Regions from separate parts of the Mus musculus genome. Here all the other regions are linked to region 3. The links are chromatin contacts, called in public HiCAR-type and promoter capture Hi-C maps. All regions are on one chromosome and are shown on one strand. The core of a region is the stretch at or near the end of the contact, and the rest is flanking DNA. Distances in the headings are between cores, read along the strand shown. Region 1 has its middle 42 kb from the start of Gm34960. Region 2 overlaps Gm34960 (a long non-coding RNA gene). Region 3 holds the start of Fip1l1 (FIP1 like 1 (S. cerevisiae)).

Evidence for each region. Promoter capture Hi-C pulls out the DNA fragments that hold promoters and counts their contacts. HiCAR-type assays count read pairs that join an accessible place to other places.
Region 1: a contact with region 3 is called in a HiCAR-type map of fibro-adipogenic progenitors, with 4 times the contacts expected there. The contact joins the enhancer-like site here to the promoter of Fip1l1 in region 3. A contact is called at or near these places in 6 of 39 promoter capture datasets (the 3T3-L1 cell line, 3T3-L1-derived adipocytes, cranial neural crest and 3 more), 3 of 484 Hi-C or Micro-C datasets (cerebral cortex, cortical glia and cortical neurons) and 4 of 115 datasets of contacts at active chromatin or transcription factors (astrocytes, embryonic forebrain, embryonic limb bud and 1 more).
Region 2: a promoter capture Hi-C map of hippocampal neurons shows a contact between it and region 3, with 2.1 times the contacts expected there. The contact joins the enhancer-like site here to the promoter of Fip1l1 in region 3. A contact is called at or near these places in 3 of 39 promoter capture datasets (hippocampal neurons, liver and maxillary cranial neural crest) and 2 of 115 datasets of contacts at active chromatin or transcription factors (fibro-adipogenic progenitors and neural tube).

The regions. Positions count from the first base shown.
Region 1 is chr5:73,760,867-73,763,566 of GRCm38.p6, forward strand. No RefSeq gene overlaps it. Among named protein-coding and RNA genes, the nearest start is that of Gm34960, 42 kb to the right of the region's middle. Within about 2 kb of position 1,420, at least 63 of the 459 cell types and tissues checked have an H3K27ac peak or open chromatin away from gene starts, as enhancers often do. A contact at or near this core is called in cerebral cortex, cortical glia and fibro-adipogenic progenitors, where this site is marked.
Region 2 is chr5:73,795,186-73,797,885 of GRCm38.p6, forward strand. It overlaps Gm34960 (a long non-coding RNA gene), which reads right to left. Exons shown (of 3, transcript XR_377026.3): 3 at 2,340-2,700. Among named protein-coding and RNA genes, the nearest start is that of Gm34960, 8.1 kb to the right of the region's middle. Within about 2 kb of position 1,251, at least 17 of the 459 cell types and tissues checked have an H3K27ac peak or open chromatin away from gene starts, as enhancers often do. A contact at or near this core is called in hippocampal neurons, where this site is marked.
Region 3 is chr5:74,534,072-74,536,771 of GRCm38.p6, forward strand. Fip1l1 (FIP1 like 1 (S. cerevisiae)) reads left to right here and starts at 1,420. Exons shown (of 18, transcript NM_001159573.2): 1 at 1,420-1,690. The coding sequence starts at 1,609.

The sequences.
Region 1 (2,700 bases), core at 170-2,669, 770 kb before region 3:
GACTAGAGGGAAATGATCACAGTTCAGCTTGGTTCTACCCTTATTAGGTGTTAGGTCTCTCTCCCTCTCTCCCTCTCTCTCCCTCTCTCCCTCTCTCCCTCTCTCCCTCTCTCCCTCTCTCCCTCTCTCCCTCTCTCTCCCTCTCTCTCCCTCTCTCCCTCTCTCCCTCTCTCCCTCTCTCTCCCTCTCTCTCCCTCTCTCCCTCTCTCCCTCTCTCTCTCCCTCTCTCCCTCTCTCCCTCTCTCCCTCTCTCCCTCTCTCCCTCTCCCTTTCCCTCTCCTCCTCTCTCCCTCTAGCCCCCTTCTGCCACATACACACATACACATACCACAACACACACACACTCATACATACCACACAGAAACACACACACAGGATCATATATTTGAGTACTTGGTTCACACACACAAATACAAACACACACACACACACACACACACACACACACACACACACACACACACACACAGGATCATAGATTTGAATACCCAGCTAGCTGTGCTATTTTAGGAGATTTGGGGACTTTTAAGAGGCAGGGCCTTGTTGGAGGAAGTGGACACAGTGGGGGAGCCCTATGGCATAAGCTTGTAGTTATGACTGAATCTCTTCTGTGTCCTAGACTGCTCAGGTGATGTCACCAGCAGCCCATGCTCCCACTGCCCCAACCGCAGGCTGTGACACTGCCATACCTTTCATATCACATGAGCAAAAAAAAAAAAAAAAAAATCCTTCTTTCTTCAAGTGGTCTCTTCTAGCACTTCTTATACATCATTTTGAGAATCACAACATTTCTTTCTCCAATCCTCAGTTTCCCCCTGTATGAAACACAATGGATGAGTTTCTCTGACGTCCTCTTAGGGTAATGATGCAAAAGTGAATGAGATACCGCATAGGGTTTTCCATGCTGTGGTTTCTCTCCCTCGCATCCATCCCTAAGCCTGAGATGCTTCGTTTCAGCGAGGCTCCATGGGTTTGTGCACTAGATGTCAGCAGAGCTCCACCGTTCAATTGGCCCTGCGTTGGAGGGGGGGGGGTGTTCTATTCATGGAAAACACTTCCCAAATGTTCTCATTGTGCTTTGCTGAGCCTGCAGTCCTGTCTCTGCCCTGCACCCACCCCACCCATCTGGCTAGAATTCCCTGTCAGCACAACTGGCCACTGTGTTGAAGCTTCCCACTCAGGGTTTCTGGAGAAATTCCTCTAGTATTCTTATTCTCCAAGCATTCGTTCAGAAAGCATGAAACCCAAGAGGGGATTAAAAAAATTTTTTTAATGCAGGGCAACATCACAAAGGATACTTGCTGCAGACAAAGTCAATGCTGTTCCAATTAAGCGTTTCTGTGCTCCATCCTTCTTCAGTGTCCAGTTGTCACAGCCACGTTTCAAGGTTCCTCTCTGGTAACAATTGGAGCTTGAAGCAGAAACTCAAGAGCTGGCTTTGTGTGTCCCAGAAGCACTCACTCATCAAGCAAAACTTCTTCTACAGCTGTGGTTCTCAACCTTCCTAACGCGGTGACCCTTTAATATACTTCATGTTGTGGTGACCCCAGCCTTAACATTATTTTCCTTGCTACTTTATGACTGTAATTTTACTACTGTTATGAATTGTAATGTAAATATGCAGTGTATCTGACATGTGACCCCCCCAAAGGGGCCATGACCCACAGGTTGAGAATCAGTGGTCTACTGAGAAGAAGAAATATCTTAGACCCTTGGGTGGTCTTGCTTAAGCACATGGGCTTTAGAGCTATGTCCTTCTTTTGGAAAAAAAAAAAAAAACTATGTCTTTCCTTGCTAAAGGTTTGGCCTCCTGCTGGGTGGGATGTGGGTTGGAGGCTGCTGGGTTAAAACAGGACCATGTTTTGGCTTCTTCAGCCCTGGCAATCTTGCTGATATCATTGTTGCTCCTTACACTGGCAGCAACATCATTTCCCTGCATGCTGACAAAGTGCAAGATGCGTTTAGAATTTGCTTTCCTTCGGAGAATGAAGGGTATTCAGCATTCAGTGTCTGACATTGCCTGAGATTGCCACTTCACATATATAACATGGAGACCACAAAGGCACACTGCTACGCACAGGCTACACAAGCTTTCTCTTTCCGAAGGTTGCTCTTCTCACATGAGACGGTCCCACCGGTTTATTTTCTATTCCATTTAATTTTCTTGTAGAAGCTTGAGAAGGATTTCATCGTATTTTTATTGAGCACCTATTATGAAATAGGCCCTGAGCTAGTTGCTGAAGACAGCCCCGCCCCCTCCAAGTCTCTGGTTGGCAGGTACGTGAATATCAGGTATCTCTGGTGACTAGCTGGAGACCTGGGATGGGAGAGGATATGGGGAGTCTATTGAGGTGACCCTCACTTCAATTCCTACCAGAGGGGGCCATAGAGACTGATATTGGCGCTTTAACTGAAACATGAACCAGCATTGATTAGCTTGAGAAGGAAGGAGTTCATTTAAGACAAAGACCCCATGACAGGAGGGCACACAACATGGTGATACATACATTTAACCCCAGCACTCAGAAGGAAGGTCTCTGGGAGTTCCAGGCCAGCTTGTTCTACATATTGAGTGCCAGGGTAGCCAGGCTATATTGGGCTATATAGTGAAGCTACTTTGTCTCAAACACACACACACACACACACACACACACACACACACACCCCAGTGCATGCATGTGTGTGCGTGTATGTGTGCTT
Region 2 (2,700 bases), core at 1-2,500, 740 kb before region 3:
TCCCAGTTGATTTTAGCCTTTGGGACTTGCTTGTTACACCTCAACTGTGGCCTTTATAATGATACCATCTGTTAGAAAGTCTGTTGTGTCAGACTTTATCTATAAGTAGTATCTTATCTAGGATGCTGATGGTAATAAGGTCCATCCATCCTGGCTGCACCTTTATATGTATGTTGTCCTGTCCCAGAGTTCTGACTTCTGAGTCTGTGCTTTGAAATCAAGACCATCGGTCTTGGTCTTGGCCATTGGGCTCTGTTCCATGACATGTAGGGTAGTTCACCTCTCAGCATGTAGGAAATTCACCCATGACTTCTCCGTACTTTTCCTGCAAGACCATAATAGTCAAGCAGACAAACGACAGACCATGATGTCTGGAAACACTTCTTTTCTTTCTATCACATCTTTCCTTCACCCCAGTTTAACCAAGAGAGAGAATGGACACAGAACAGAGCTGAGTAGTACCTATCTGGCAGACTTCTGTGAAAATCAGAATAAGGATATGTGGTATGTATGTGGCAGGGTCTGGAGGAGATCACAGCTCTTTTGAGGCCCACAAGACAATACCACATCAATGCAAACAATTCAGAAATCCCAAAGGCCTCCTTTATCAATTAAAGGAATTTCTTTCTCGCCTGGCAACTAAGTTACATTTCAAACTTATACCTCCTCCTATGCACTGACAACGGCTTGTTTCTGTTGCTCTCCCTAGAGAAAAGGGTTTTCCTTTCTCCCTAGTTATTTTAAGGGACAGTTTCTCAGATTACATTGGAGAGATTAGTTTGTAAACCACAAAGCAAGGACCACATCTGGGTTCATCTCTTAACACTATTCTCCTTGGTTCTAATCAAAATTGCTTAACATATATGTTAACATATAACATATATATATGCATGTACACATACATTATAGTGTATGCCTTCATAGACACCATCTTCACACACACACACACACACACACACACACATTCAATCCTTGATTATTCATGATGCCCCACCAAAAGGTGAGCTTCTACTGAGAACTTGGTGAACCCATCTTTTTATCTGAAATATCTTCACCTCTCTGTACCTGGGCCAACAAAGCTGGATCACATCTAACAAGGTTTTGTTTTGGATTCTGAAGCTGCAGCCTGGTGGGATCTTTCTCCCCCTTTCCTAGCTCTGAAACTGACTGAAAGCAGCAACCCAGGCAGCAGCTGCATGTTATTTCACCATGAAGTGTCCTTGGCAGACTTCTGCTGCTCCATATGGTCGGCAGCACCGGGCTCCAGGAAACCAGCTCCCTCTCCCACTACCACTGGAATTGTTTATGATCCCAGCATGTGTGCTGGAGAGGCAATTGTACAGAAAAGACCCTGGGTTCTGCATCTCTTTCTTCCTTATTAACTTTTATTTGGATAACTTACAGCACTGTCATTTAATGTATGTGTCTCATGTATGTATTCTCTAACCATGGAGGCTGCAAGATACCTTGACTCTAGAAAAGGAAGCCAGGTGTTATAGCAAGAAGTTCAGTGGCTGCTGCACATACAAGGGACTGGTTGATGGCTCGCATACAACAGGTATTTAATCTTACAGTCCAAGGGCTGGAAGTCTGTGGCCTGGGTAGGATGTGATTGGGTTCTGGTGAGATCACTTCTTCAGGATTCAGACTGCTGACTTACCCCAGTGACTTTCCATGGTTAAAAGAGGGTGAGAGAGCTCACTGAGAAGAGCCCTTTCATGATGTCATTAACCCCTCTCATGAGGGCTCACTGGACAGCATGCCTAACTGACTTGAGAGGTTCGTAGACCTAGGAGAGTCCTTGTCTCAAAAACCCAAGCTGGACAGCATCTGAGGAATGATAGCAGAGGCTGTCCTCTGGCCTCCACACATGCACCTGCACCCACACACATAGATTACATGCAGACAGCGTATGCAACTCCCACGTTACAGAGTATATTGCTGGCAGGAGACATCTCTGCCTTAATTAGATACTGAGGAACTGAACATACAACATCTGAAGATTAGCATTTCCAGAGACCAGCATCCAGCTCCAGACACTGAAAACTGATTTCTCCTCTTCCATCCATGTATTTCCAGTGTTGATGCTATAGGAGATCTCTCATCAGAGTAAAGCCTGTCTTGAATGTTCCTTTGGGCCCCAACCCTACTGTGGGCACAAAGATGTTCCCAAACAGGAATGACTAGCAAGAACTTTATTATATCTGGGAATATAGTAAAACCATAAACCCAAAACTATACCCTCTAATTTCTCCAATTTGGATTCTTAAAATCCTCCAGGCAAACCCCTAGCCACCCAGCATGCTGTGGTGTGTGCTTGAATACTCGGTTCTCAGATGGCGGAACTCTTTTAGAAGGTTGTGGAAGATTTTAGGAGGTGGAGTCCTGCTGGGGGAAATGAGTCTCTAGGGACAAGTCCTGAGATTTGATAGTTTGGGTCTTTGTTCTACCTTCTGCTTTCTGAGAATGGATACAATGAGACCTGCTGCCTTATGTCCCTGCTGCCCTGTGTGTGTATGTGTTTATGTATTACAGTATCCCTGTAGATATAGATGAGATGAAACTTATTGGTGAGAAGACTAATGAATGAGACACATTTTGTCTGGTTTTTCAATGCCAGTTGCTATTTATGTCTTTTTCCTTTGTGGCCCAACAAACACTTTTGATGTGAGGTTAAGATGGCTGACGGTTGCCGAGCAA
Region 3 (2,700 bases), core at 170-2,669:
AGCAGATAGTATCAAAGGCCAAAAGGATATGGTGCACCATACAACAGATGGAAGTGAAAGTTAAACAAGACGAAGGCAGATTTGGCCTAGTGAAGATTCTGGGGAAAGTGGCTATGTAGTCAATAAGACTTGTGGTCTAAAAGAGAGTTTAGCTCTGCTCTACTCCCCTCACCCCAACCCTGCTCACCCCATCTGCATACTCAGTTTATCTACATTTGCCTTTCACTCTACTCCAAATGCAGTTGGGTGCCTGGAACTTCTCTGTCTCTGGGCCTTTTGCATGTTCCTAATCTCCTTGTCAAGTAGCCCCCATGCAGAAACCCACAGAGCTTACAGCCCTTCTCCATTAAGGGATCTACTTATTTTAATTAATTAATTAATTACCACGTGATATTAGATTATACCTCCCTTTTAATCACTTGGCCGTGGGTCTTTTTACAGCTACTATTATTTTTAAATCCTTATCAACATGATGTGTCTATCATCTTCCATTAGAATAAAGGCTTCATGAAAGAAAGGATTTTTTTTTTAACCGCCAATCTATATAGTCTTGAAGAGTTCCTAGTACTTGGGTAGACTTTCATACATATTTGTTGAATTCAGGGAAGATTTTTACGAGGAAATTGTACACAGAAGTTGAAACAATTTAAGAATTTCCTACAGGGGAACAGGGCATAGCAAACAAGAGTTCAAAACTAAGAAGAATTAAAACCCTCGTGATCTACTCAGGTAACGAGGAATCAAGTGATACAGATAAAGTCTAACGCTCGACCCTCCTCATCAATCACTAATTAAGAAAATGCCCTGCAGGTTTGTCTACAGCCCGATCTTATGGAGGTATTTTCACAACCAAGGTTCCCTCCACTCAGATGACCAGTTTAAGTAACTTAAATAAAACTTTCCGGCCACAGAGTCTCCCTGTATAGCCCAGGCTATCCTGGAACTCACTATGTAGACCAGGGTGACTTGTCTCTGCCTACCAAGTGCCACTATGCCCAATACTAATAATTTTTTAAACAAAGAGAACGCATCCTTTATATATTAAATTTTTCTTTTGTTGGTTGTTAAAATTTCGACGAATTGACAATTGTGGTTCAGTCAAACCCGTGCGGGATGCTGGCCTTCAGGATTTTAAAATAGACTAGTGGAGGGAGAAAGGCAACAGGGACAGAAAAGAACAATGGTGTAGCAAAGGGAACTGGGGAGTGGGAGGAAGGTTGGGGGAAGGGAACTTCAAAGAAGACCAGAAGCCCCAGAGAAAGCCACTCTTGAGAAGCTAAGCTAGAATCCTTGGGGTGGGGCGGGGAGGGGGAGGAGCCAATCGCGCGGCGCTTGCGCAATGAGAGGCCCAGGTGCCCGCCGCCGCGGAAGCGTAACCACCTAGAGACGCCGCGCCGCTTGGGTGCCTGCGGCGCATGCGCAGACGGATCGGTCGCTGACTCTTCAGGGTCGCCGCCTCCACCGAGGTTGGCCCCAGATTTGAGTCTCGCGCTCTTCGTTCGCTTACCGGCGGCTTCCCTCCCATTCTCGCGCCCTGGGACGGCGAGGCTGGAAAAAGGGGTTGAGAGAGCTGTTGGCCGCCGCCTTTAACTTGTGCGTGGGGCGGCCATGTCGGCCGGCGAGGTGGAGCGCCTGGTGGAGCTGAGCGGCGGGACCGGAGGGGATGAGGAGGAAGAGTGGCTGTATGGCGGTACGGAACTTCCTGTCTGTCTCCCCGGTTCTCTCTGGCCTTCCTCCCAGCGTTTCAGGCCCAGGCGTCCGAGGCCTCTCGTATTGGCCCTAACCGGCCTTGGTTAGGCCGAGTGCGGCCTGCTCCCGGCCTTCGCCCGGACCCGCAGGCACTCACCGCGCGGTGGACGCGGGCCAAGGAGGCCGGGCAGCCCTGCGTCGCCCTCCTCCGCACCGCCCGGGCCTCCTCGCTTCTGCGCTCTCTATTCATGCTCTTTATCGATTCTGAGCCGCTTTGGTGTCTCTCTTGCTCAGTGGCTATGGGGTGCCCCTCCTCGTCCCTTTCTTTCAGAAACCGTCATTCTGTAATAGCAGCTAAATAAAGTCAGTGCAATGAAACTAACGTCTTGTTTCTTGATGGTCAGTTTGTATGGGATGCACCTGCAAGGGTACCTCCTTGTCTGAAAGTCGTGCTTTAAAAGTATTAATTAAAAGAAACAGATGAAATACACTGTGGTCCATAAAGAAAACCCTGAATTGTGGCCTGTATTAAGGTGAAGTGTTTTGTTTTTGTTTTTATTTTTTGTTTTTTGCTTTTTAAAGAGCCCTGTATAGTCCACGTCATAGTTGTATCTCGTGACTCTTCCCATAGGCTTGTATTCGGTGTTTTGTGTTTGTGTCCCCAAATTTAATGCGTCATGTACTTTGTTTTTGTAGGGGACATGTCTGATGTCTGAGTTTTAACTTTAAGTCGTAATCCCCCTTGGCTGTTATACCAGATTTGAAAGTATTTTGTTCTTTCCTAGAGCATACATTCTTGACATAAATTTCATAGATTATATAAAAGTGAACGTTAGCGTCTTAAGCAGCCTTTTAGTAATGAAACTCCGATAAACTTGTAAAATTGATTATTTCTTTAGTGGAAAGACAGCATCGGTACTACCCTTAAAATGTGAAATGTGTGGGGTTTCTCTTAGCATGATGTGTAAATCCCCTTGTATTTCTTTCCATAAGAGATGTGTCTTGCTTATG